Regions from separate parts of the Mus musculus genome. Here regions 1, 2 and 3 are each linked to region 4. The links are chromatin contacts, called in public HiChIP or PLAC-seq and Micro-C maps. All regions are on one chromosome and are shown on one strand. The core of a region is the stretch at or near the end of the contact, and the rest is flanking DNA. Distances in the headings are between cores, read along the strand shown.

Region 1 (2,700 bases), core at 76-2,575, 260 kb before region 4:
TTAGGCCACGTATACTGTGATAACACAGTATCATTCAAATAACTCTTGACAGGCTCGACTTCTAAGATCAAGCCAGACAGTCTGTGTCAGTTACCATGTGCCTGCAACTGTAATGCAAGGAAGTACAAAGAAATACATACTTTCTACTCTCAAGAACCCTACAATTTAGTTATAAGGTTATTTGAATGGTAATGTGTTATCACAGTATATTATGGGCAATGCATAGTAAAAAACCAATAGAGGTAGTTATTAATCTACACCATGTAATTACATCAAAGCACAGACATACCAGACTATGACTAGAGGTTAATACGGCTCACTCAAAGGATAAATGTGAAGTGTAGGATGAGAGATGTCTAGGCCGAATGGAGCCACTTCTATGGTAATCTAGAAGACATTCCCTAGGGGCAGGCTCAGTTTGTAAGATCAAGGCAGTCTGCGTCAGTTACCATGCGTCTGAGACTGTAATACATTACAAGAAAGTACAAAGAAATAAAGAAATACTTTCTACTCTCACGAACAATTTACTTGAAACTGAAAACATTGTAAAATAAAGTATGAAGTTCTTGGCCCGGCGTGGTGGCGCACGCCTTTAATCCCACCACTTGGGAGGCAGAGGCAGGCGAATTTCTGAGTTCGAGGCCAGCCTGGTCTACAGAGTGAGTTCCAAGACAGCCAGGACTATACAGAGAAATCCTGTCTCGAAAAACCAGAAAAAAAAAAAAAAAAGAGTATGAAGTTTTAAAAAGTCAATTATAAGTGCAGTAAGAAATCAGGAAAAGAATGAAAGAGTTGGAGTCTTTGGCAAGAAACTAATAGTGGTAGGGTGAACGGAGTGGGTTGACGGCCGATTTTGACCTAGTTGAAGAGTTCTTGAAAAGAACGGAGTTGACAGTACTCCAGGGGAGACAATCTAGACGTATTTCGGTAGGAGGAACCTTCTTATCAGGGTAAAAAGACTATTTTATTTTAGGCTTATTCTTTCCATCTGTATTTCCCACTCTCAGTCCTCCAAGCCAGTTGGGCGGGATGTAAGTAGCAGCAGGTAGCAGCTCACTGTGTTCAGCGTCCTCCTCCGTAGATCTGAGCTGGGAACGCGGAAGCTCTGGTTACTAAAAACAAAGTTCACCCAGGTCCCAGGTCCACGACATCTCAGCCACTCCGGGATTTCCGGACAGCGGAAGCGTCGCCAATAAGGGACCGGAAATCCCGCCTTCGCCGGAGGAAGCTGCGGACGCTAGACAGCCAATCCCGAGGAAGGCAATCGTTCCGCGGAGACAGCTGAGAGCCCGCGCGGGGCTGGAGGCCGGAAGTACCGTGGGGGCGGGACTTGGGGTGCCGGAAGTGATCATTCCTCGGTTCTTCCTGTCGGTGCTGTAGCAGAGGAGATGCTCCCGGCGGCTGAGAGGCGTCAGCCCGAGGACGGTTAGCGAGAGGGGCGCAGTGTGGACCCGGGGCCGGGCCGGGCCGGGCGGGTGGCCCGCACTCGGACCATGAGCTACCCCATGCACTGGGGGGAATGGATCCTGAACTTTCGGGTGCCGCCCGCCGGGGTGTTCGGCGTGGCCTTCCTGGCCCGGGTCGCCCTGGTTTTCTACGGTGTCTTCCAGGACCGGACTCTGCTGGTGAGGTACACCGACATAGACTACCACGTGTTCACGGACGCCGCGCGCTTCGTCACGGAAGGGCGCTCCCCGTACCTGCGGGCGACCTACCGCTACACCCCGCTCCTGAGCTGGCTCCTCACCCCCAACGTCTACCTCAGCGAACTCTTCGGCAAGTTTCTCTTCATCAGCTGCGATCTCCTCACCGCCTTCCTCCTGTACCGCCTGCTGCTGCTCAAGGGGCTGGGGCGCCGCCAAGCCTGTGGCTACTGCGTCTTCTGGCTTCTCAACCCTTTGCCCATGGCGGTGTCCAGCCGGGGCAACGCGGACTCCATCGTCGCCTCCCTGGTTCTCTCGACCCTGTACTTCATAGAGAAACGGCTCATCGCGTGCGCCGCGGTGTTCTATGGCTTCGCGGTGCACATGAAGATGTACCCGGTGACCTACATCCTCCCCATAGCGCTCCATCTGCGGCCCGAGCGCGACGATGACGAGCGTCTCCGGCAAGCCCGGTTCTCTTTCCAGGCTCGTTTGTACGACTTCCTGAGGAGGCTGTGTAGCTGGGCAGTGCTGCTTTTCGTAGCAGTTGCAGGGCTCACGTTTGTTGCCCTGAGCTTCGGTTTTTACTATAAGTACGGTTGGGAGTTTTTGGAGCACACCTACTTTTATCACCTAACTAGGAGGGATATCCGCCATAATTTCTCTCCGTACTTCTATATGCTGTATTTGACTGCCGAGAGCAAGTGGAGTTTTACTCTGGGGATTGCGGCGTTCCTGCCACAGTTCATCTTGCTGTCAGCCGCATCTTTCGCCTACTACAGAGACCTTGTCTTCTGCTGTTTCCTTCATACGTCCATTTTTGTGACTTTTAACAAAGTCTGCACCTCTCAGTACTTTCTTTGGTATCTCTGCCTTCTGCCTCTGGTGATGCCACTGGTGAGGATGCCTTGGAAAAGAGCCGTAGTCCTCTTACTGTTCTGGTTCATAGGACAGGCCTTATGGCTGGCTCCTGCATATGTTCTAGAGTTTCAAGGAAAGAACACCTTCCTGTTTATTTGGTTAGCCGGTTTGTTCTTCCTTCTGATCAACTGTTCCA
Region 2 (2,700 bases), core at 173-2,672, 320 kb before region 4:
TGAAACCATCCCATAAATGGCTATGATGATGATAATCATGATGTTGTGATGGTGATGGTGATGATGATGATGATGACCGACTTTCAAACCGGTACCAGAAAGTCATTCAATCCACTCAACCTCCAGCTAAAGGGAGAATGCTTTCTCCCAAAGTCTCCCGGTAGCTTGCAGTTTTCACATGGCTCAACATGGCTTCTAGAGAAACAGTGTGAAGAAACCAGGCTTGGGATATATCCAGGTGACAAGGAGCAGGTCCCTTAGCCTCTTGCTAGGCAGTCTTGGGCGACCAGGGTTGGAGTTCTGACTTCCCTATAGATTCCCTATCAGTGTTTCTCTGTGGTTGCTGAATGTGGCTTCCACTGGCAGCCCCACGAATACGACTTCTGAGAAGAGGAAGTCACCGCTGGCCCGGATCTCTTTTCCTGTCTGTGCCTCAGTTTTCTCAATAGGAAGCAGTAAGCGAGGGAGCAGGGGTGAAGGGGACAAGTAGGGAATGGAGGTGAAGATCTAGACGTGTTCTAGGCCACTTCCCCCTAATGGGCACTTCCGCGCCCTGGTTTTGCAGGCTGAGCCGCCCCTTCTTCCCATCCTGGCCCCACCCTACTCTCCGCCTTTTTCACAGTTGGAGACATGGCTTTGGGAAGAGGTTTCTCTTCCTTTTTCCTACCTCCAGGCTAGCTCCACCTTCCCCAGCAAAGAGGTGTGTTACGTCCTCTCGTTGGAGACTCCAATTGGTAGAAAGCAGTTTAACGCAAAAACAAAACACCCCCATAGTTACCGTGTGCATGAAACGTATGTGCATGATCTCAGCTAATAATCGCCGTAACTCCTCGAGTGTTTACAATCTCTGTTCCGTACGTGGCGGGGGGGGGGGGGGAAGTGAGCTTGAAAGCATTGAGCTGAACAAGGATCTTCCAGCTAGGAAGTCTGGACCGCTAACCCACTTCCCTTTCGCTTTGCATTCTGACCGGGTATTAGAACAGATTTCCAGCGATCTTCCAGGACTCTGAAGCCCCTTTGGGTCCGCTTCACGTCCAGGAAACCGTGGGTCAGGCCATGCCTACATAAATCAGCAGGGTTTGCTGCCAAGACTCAGTGGCCCACATCACCCAATTGGATTCTGAGTGCGTAACCACAGTCACCCCATCATGCATCCCCAGAGGCCCTGCAAGCACCCCATTCTCCCTGGAAGGCTGGCAGGTGCAGGGCGGGGTGCCCTCTGAGCGAGGAAATGGGGGTAGAGGAGCCCAGGTGCCGCCAGTTCGCCCAGCCTGAGGCCAGAGGCGGAGCCACCATCAGGGTCGAAGTCTGGCCCAGGCGACGGCCTGGGGCGGGGCGAGGCGGGGGCGGGGCCGGGCAGCGGGGCGCGGCTGGGACTGGTCTCCCGAGCTGCGGAGGGCGGGAAGAGCGGCGGGAGGAGGGGAAGAAGGGTGGAGGGCGGGGAGTTGGCGGCTCCCGCTCGGCTGGGCTCTGCGCACCCACGCTTCACTGCTCCGCTTTCTGCCCCCCACCTGGGCATGCGCCCCCCGCGGCCCTGGCCCCCCAGAGCCCACGCCGCCCCCAGGAGTCTCCTCAGAGCCGCCTACGCAGAATGGGCGTCCCTAGCCCCACGCCGCTGAGTTCGCTCCTGCTGCTGCTGCTAATACTTGGTAAGCCAGGTGGTGGTCGCCGCGTCCCTGTCCCGGCCGGGTAGGTGCCTAACACCGTGCAGCCCACCAGCCCACCTTCCTAGCATTTCAGAGCTGGTTGCATCCCTACTTCTCCAACAGACGTGCCTCCACTGTCTCTGGGCTCGGCGTCTCGCTTCCTTTTGCGCCTGTCTGCCCAATCAGTTATGGGGAGGGTGGTGGTGTCCTCGCTCTAGGTTCCTAGCTGGGGCATATGGGCGACCTACTGAGGTATCCCCTGAGACACCATCGGGCCTCCGGAGGCAGGCACCACTTCTCATCGGTTACACCCAGCGTCTGGGGTCGTTGCTACCAAATACCGTGACAACCTTCTGCCCCACTCTCGGCTCAAGGCCTGGTTTTGGGTGTTTGCTCTGCGTGGGCAGTGCCTGGCGGTCTTCATAATTGCCTAGAGTTGGCTGGAGGCCCAGGGGCTGATTCTGACCACGATCTCTGAAAAAAGTCTCCCCAACACCCCCACCTCCCAATATAACATGTCACCATCTGAGGCTTCTTCCCTCACGTGTCTCCACCCTGGGCCAGTTCCCTCTTTGCCCTTCTTCCACGCTCCCAGATATTTGCCTGGTTGTCAGACTCAGTTGGTCCCAACATCCCTGCCTCAGGAGAAACCAGGCTCCATGGAAACTGAACCTGGGATCTCTAAGCACCCAGTGTCTGTCCTGGTGGGTGTTTATGATGGTGTGTTTTCTGGGCCAACCTTGCGTCATGTCTGGTGTGTGTGTGTGAGTGTGAGTGTGTGTGTGTTGAGGCCTGTGGAGGTTGCTAACATTACCATGTTTGGGGTCTGACTTGGAGGGCTCCCTGTAGGAGGTGTTCTGGGAAAGATATGGCATGGAGCAGTTGCCAGGAGACTGAAGCCCTTGAAAGGAACGTGTGTGTGTGTGTGTGTGTGTGTGTGTGTGTGTGTGTGTGTTATGCATATGGAGAAGATACTATAGTGGGGCACCCCAACCTCCTTCTCTGGTTTATACCAGAACTGCGCAGTGTTGTACAGAATGGTTCCTTGGGCTTC
Region 3 (2,700 bases), core at 172-2,671, 410 kb before region 4:
CTGCGGATTCTTTCTGCTGTGGGCATACTGTGTGCAGCTGTATCCCACCCAGCACTGCAGTGATCCTTAGGAGAATGGGAGGGCGGGTGGCAGGTGGATGGCAGAGGCCACTGAACATGGAGGATAAAAATACTTGGCTCATTAATCAGATAGCAGTTTGCAGAGCCCGATGGGGCACACGGAAATGCAAGCCAGGGGGCCGGGTGTCTTACACTGAAACATTCCAAGCTCGGACAAGGTGGAGCCTCTCTGTATCACCAAGCCGGGGAAGTGCAGACAAAGGCAAACGTATCCTAGCTCCATTAGGGATGCGTGTGGCCACGTAATCCAATCGGAAGGCTGCCTCCCCTCATTTCTTTTTTGTATTAACCGTCTCTGCCTTGGACCTAAAGTAGATTCTCTGGCTGAAATGATGGGGAAGGCATGCTGAAGCCTTCGTGAGAGTTTTCTAGTAAGGACTTCCCCTAGGGGACAAAACGCGGCGGGTTGGCCTGGGGAGGTCTGTGGGAAGCCTCTAGAAGTCATTTAACTGTACAGTCACTAAGTCAGTTGAAGGCAAATAAAAGAACAATCGTGTTCACGGTTCTGCTGTTTGCGTCTTGGAGCACGGCCCTACGTGTGTAAAGAGAGGGGGATCTTTTGGCCACAAGAGTAGTATGAAGCACAGTGCAGGGTACTGTGCAAGCTCCCCCCACCCAGCTTCTCCCCCCCCCCAGCCAAACCTAGTGCCCCTGCCTCCTGCAGCACAACTTACCAACAGAAGGGTAGGACCTTGGTCCCTGAGTCTTTTTCTTTTTGCCAAGGCCACATTCCAGTCATGTACTTGGTGGAGACAGAGGCCCAGCAGCCATGCTGCTCTTAAGCTAGCCCCCACCCTCAGACTCAGGGCTCACCGAGGGGACTGAGCATGCTCTCCAGGCCTGCTATTCTCCACTCACCTCCAGGATTAGCTCCTCCATCTCAAATTGTCTCTGCGAGGCCTTGTCGTCCTCGGGGGGCTCATGGTAGAGGAGGGCCAGCACCTCATACTTCTTAAACACGTTCTTGTAGTTCTTGGCGTTCACATTGATCACACGGTCCACACCGTCGTACTCAGGGAAGTCCAACCCATCTTCCCCCTGGACCCCTAACCTGGGCGTCCCTAGCACCAGTACAAACAGCAGTGCCAGCCGCAGCTCGGACACTGCTCTGGCCCCCATCCTGTCGGTAGCTCTCATGGAGGTAGTACAATCTGGGCCTGCTCTCCTGGTCCAGAGGAGGTTAGCTGAAATAGGGAGAGGTGCCCCTCGGATACAGAATCCTGAGTTAGGGGCTCCAGGTGGGGGTGGGGTAGAGAGTGGGCCAGAGCAGTGGACAGAGGACACTGCTGGGTCCTGGAGAAACTGCCGACAGAGCCAAGAGAAAAAGGGTCAGGAGGAGGAATAGGAGCAGGGGCGGGGAGGGAACCGGAGCTGCCCCTTGAAACTGGCACCCCCTCCGTCCCCACCTGGTCCTGTCTAAATATGTCTCTGTGGTTGGCAGGAGGGATGGATAACCTTCTGAGGCCAGGACAGCTCCATGAGAGCCTGAATCCTCTCACCTCCTATACCTCTTCCCTAGGCTCCCTCCCAGCAGCTGGTTCCTTCCCCCTCCCCCAGTGTCCAGGACTCCTTAGCCCCTGGCCCCATGCAGGCCTAAGAGCTCATCGCCATATTAAGAAAGGGAGAGAGAGAGATGCCGGATCTAAAAATAAGACCAGATGAGTTAGGGGTAAGTGAGGCTGGGGCTGGAGGAGGGGGGATGTAGGGTATCCAGGGATCCCAGAGTAGGACAAGGCCTATCAGAAAGAAGTACAGGTAGCAAGGACGACACCTTCTGGGCCAGAGGCTAAACTGATAATACAGGAGAGAATGTGGTATTTCTAACTCCTAAAATCCAGCAGTCTTCTATAGGTAAAGCCTATTTCTTTGATCTTATGGACGAGACATGAGCAATAAAAGCGCATTCCAGGCTCCAGGAAAGAAACCCCCGTGCAGTTCCCTTTAAAGACCGTGGACCAAGGATGAGATCATTCTCTGAATAAAAGATGGAGCGGAGTCCAAGACCAGAATCCTGGCTTAGCTCCAGTCAGTTTCCTTTGCTTCACTCAACAGTCCCAACTCAGGAATGCAGGGGGAAGGACAGGGCTGGCCCGAGTTCCATCCTGTAGTGATGGCGACTTGGGCTTTCTCTGCCTGTACTGCCCACTGCTTCGTGGCGCTTCCTCCTCTGAGGGCTCTGGCCTGATCCCGTGGGACTCTGATTCTAGGGCATAAGGGGCTGGGAGGATTCCTCAGACTGCACAGGTCTATAGAGAGCTAATAGCTACTATTCATTCCTATGTCTTTGACAAGGACAGATGATCCGGTATAAGTATGGGAAAAAGTTAACTCGAGGTAAACAGGAAGAGGTGGACCCTGTGCCCTTATCGGACGCTGTGGATTAATTCTGTGCATCTGAGGCACACAGCTGAGCTGGAGGTACGAAGGCTGTCATTTTTAGGGTCCTAGCTTAGAGGTGAAGAGTTGAATTAAGCTTTGAGTACTTAGCAAGGACTCCTGCATGGCCTTCTAGGGCTCATACTATATTTAGGTAAACTGAGGCTCAAGAGGGCTCAAGGGGGAGATCACAATAAAGTCAGACTTCCATGTCCACAGTGCAACGTACTTCTCATTCTAGAAG
Region 4 (2,700 bases), core at 197-2,696:
TACTTTTGTCCAATAGGAGTCAGAGGGACCTGAAGGATGCAGTACTTTAGTTCACTCCCCTTCCTCCCTGGCCGCAGGAGTTGGGGAGGGGGAAAGGCGGGCTGTTGAAGTCCTCATTTTGTTCGCTGGTAGAACTGGAAGACGGCCTTCTCCTGTTCATACGTCTCAATGGATCCTGGTCGCAGGCGCCGGATCTCAGCAATGGCATCTCCTGCGGCCAAAGCCCGCTCCTTCACCAAGTAGCAGGCTAGCATGGTGCCAGTGCGGCCAAAGCCTAGGGCACAGTGCACTCCAACAGCCTGTGAAGTGGAGACTGATGGAGTAGAGTCCAATGCCCTCCCCAATACTCCCCTGTCCTCACCCCACACATCACAGGCTCTCCAAGAAGTGACATCAAAGCTGTGGGAGGACAGGTGACTAGGAGGCCTCTGGAATGGCTGGTTCCAACTTGGGCTCTCAGCCTACATCGCCTGGCCTCTATCCTGTGCTGTCTTGTATAGTACATCCAGCCACTTGTGGTGCTATTTTTCCTGAAATGTGTCAGTCCAAACTGAGCTGAGGTGCAAAATACTTACCAGGCCCTGAAGATGCGGCATGAAAAAGACTGGACATGCCTCATTAATAATTTGTTTCATATTGATTCTATGTTGAAATAATATTTTTGACTTATTGGATTAGTACAAAATTAACTTCACCTGCTTCTTTTTCATCTTTTTCGTTTTTTGTTTTTGTTTTTTTTTTAAAACGTAGCTGCTAGTAAAATTTAAAATTACAAGTGTGTCTCTATGACATTTGGACCTCTAGTAAAAGGGCTTTGAACTGATTCCGTCTGACATAGGCGCTCCCTGGACTCCTGGAAGGATTTCACTTGACAGTACTCTCTCTCCAGCCTACTTGGCACCACCTCTCCTAGCAGCATAGTTGACTTTAGTCAGGGAGTGGGTCCATCTAGCTCCCACCCCACTTAGCCCTGTCACCCCCGCCCCCAACCCCAGGCTCTCCCACTCTTTTCGGACTCCAGCTCCGGCCCCGCCCACTCATTTCCTTCCAGGCCCCGCCCTCTCGCTCTGGCTCACGAGCGTGCTGACCTCTCCCCGGGCATTGGCCTCGTCCACGATCTTCACAAATTGGTCGATCTGTTCCGGGGACGGCGGGCAAAAGTCAGGGATGCGCATTCGGTGCAGCGTGAGGCCGGGACAGCTGTCACTGTGAGGGGGTCCGCGCTCCGTCAGGGACACCAGGTGCCGCACACCCTGGTCCAGCAGGAACTGGTAGTGCGCGGGCAGCCGGGGCAACGCCAGTCCGGCCAGCCGTCCCGGAAGCACCCAGGAGAAGTTGGGGGGTTGCACGCCCATCGTGGGGGGAGTTTACTCAGGGCGAGGCTGGCCTTTCCTACTCTGCCGGGAGATTGGGTCACCCCCCCTCTGGGGCTGGATTCCGTCCCCGCTCAGCACTTGCCCTAGCGGGCCACGTAGTCTCTTGGACCCTCCCCCGTGACGCTCCTCCCCACCCAGGGTTGGCTGAACAGCGGGGGCGGGGCTAAGACGGCTCCAAGGCAGGCAGAGAAACCCTACAGCCCAACGGACGCGAGCAGGGCACTCGTTGATAGGCTGGGTAATCAACAACAAGCGTGATTATTGCAGCGGGGAGTGAAGGCACTAAGGAAGCCTGGAACCAATTAATTGCTCCTGTAGAGAAAACAGCCCAGGGCTGGGCTCTGCTGCTCCCTGGTGGTGCGTTGGAGCTACTGCATCGTGGGCCAGCCGCCTAACGGCCTGGTCTCTTCATAGTTTTTATACAAGGGGTTTAAATAGTGATAGAAAAATCTACTTCTGCCTGGGCGCGGGTGTGAGTAGGTAATCTCTTCAATGACCAAGCAGTCATGGTTGCTGTCTTCTTGAGTTCTTGAAGTAAGAGGGAACTACTATGTCCCAGACAATAGAAAGTTTTATTTTTCTACTGCCGACAGTAGTTAAAGGATGGGGGGTGGGGAAATATGTGGCACTGGAAATGGTACTCAGGGTAATATAGTAACCACTATCAACAACATAAGGGTTAACAACATTTAAGCTTTTGCTTTGTGTTAGGTACTTGTGCAAATACTTTTTATATATGTTAATTAATCGCCATAAGGTAGGTGATCACAGTAACCCCATTTTAGAGATGAGAAAACTGAGGCACCGAGGAAGCTAAGGAAGATACCATTCTCCAGAATCTCTCTCTCTTTTAAAAAAATGTTTATCTTATGTATATGAGTGCCCTGTAGCTGTCTTTAGACACACCAGAAGAGGGCATCGGATCCCATTACAGCTGGTTGTGAGCCAACTTGTAGTTGCTCAAATTTGAACTCAGGACCTCCGGAAGAGCAGTCAGTACTCTTAACTGCTGAGCCATCTCTCCAGCTCCGAAATCTTGTTTTAAAAATTATTATTATTTTTATTTTATGTACATTGGTGTTTTGCTTGCATGTGTATCTGTGTGAAGGTGTCAGGACTCCCGGAGCTGGAGTTACAGACAGCTGTGAGCTGCCGTGTAGGTGCTGGGGATGGAACCTCTGGAAGAGCAGCCAGTGCTCTTAACTGCTGAGCCATTGTTCTGTCCCCCTCTCCAGAATCTTTTAATGGCACACTTTCCTACAGTCATCCAGGAAATGACAGTGTTACACAGCCATCTTCACATTCTTCCAAACATTTTGTGTTT

What was found. HiChIP or PLAC-seq counts read pairs in DNA pulled down with a chosen protein or histone mark. Hi-C and Micro-C count contacts between places; a contact is called where the count stands out from the background.
Region 1: a contact with region 4 is called in a CTCF HiChIP or PLAC-seq map of embryonic stem cells, with 9 times the contacts expected there. The contact joins the promoter of Pigm here to the promoter of Dusp23 in region 4. A contact is called at or near these places in 14 of 39 promoter capture datasets (the 3T3-L1 cell line, 3T3-L1-derived adipocytes, the C10 cell line and 10 more), 1 of 15 datasets of contacts at CTCF or cohesin (embryonic stem cells), 4 of 484 Hi-C or Micro-C datasets (embryonic stem cells, natural killer cells and uterus), 8 of 115 datasets of contacts at active chromatin or transcription factors (bone marrow-derived macrophages, double positive thymocytes, embryonic stem cells and 3 more) and 3 of 9 other capture datasets (adipose tissue, embryonic stem cells and liver).
Region 2: a contact with region 4 is called in a Micro-C map of embryonic stem cells, with 6 times the contacts expected there. The contact joins the promoter of Igsf8 here to the promoter of Dusp23 in region 4. A contact is called at or near these places in 1 of 39 promoter capture datasets (the 3T3-L1 cell line) and 3 of 484 Hi-C or Micro-C datasets (CD4 T cells, embryonic stem cells and palatal mesenchyme).
Region 3: an HNF4G HiChIP or PLAC-seq map of pancreatic cancer cells shows a contact between it and region 4. The contact joins the promoter of Casq1 here to the promoter of Dusp23 in region 4. A contact is called at or near these places in 1 of 39 promoter capture datasets (pre-B cells) and 1 of 115 datasets of contacts at active chromatin or transcription factors (pancreatic cancer cells).

What each region holds. Positions count from the first base shown.
Region 1 is chr1:172,375,206-172,377,905 of GRCm38.p6, forward strand. It overlaps Pigm (phosphatidylinositol glycan anchor biosynthesis, class M), which reads left to right and starts at 1,326. Exons shown (of 1, transcript NM_026234.4): 1 at 1,326-2,700. The coding sequence starts at 1,494.
Region 2 is chr1:172,310,945-172,313,644 of GRCm38.p6, forward strand. Igsf8 (immunoglobulin superfamily, member 8) reads left to right here and starts at 1,423. Exons shown (of 7, transcript NM_080419.2): 1 at 1,423-1,649. The coding sequence starts at 1,592.
Region 3 is chr1:172,218,474-172,221,173 of GRCm38.p6, forward strand. Casq1 (calsequestrin 1) reads right to left here and starts at 1,422. Exons shown (of 11, transcript NM_009813.2): 1 at 939-1,422. The coding sequence starts at 1,217.
Region 4 is chr1:172,631,528-172,634,227 of GRCm38.p6, forward strand. It overlaps Dusp23 (dual specificity phosphatase 23), which reads right to left and starts at 1,447. Exons shown (of 2, transcript NM_026725.2): 1 at 1,089-1,447; 2 at 1-299. The coding sequence starts at 1,355. The coding sequence ends at 114. Gm35601 (a long non-coding RNA gene) reads left to right here and starts at 1,453. Exons shown (of 5, transcript XR_001779542.2): 1 at 1,453-1,614.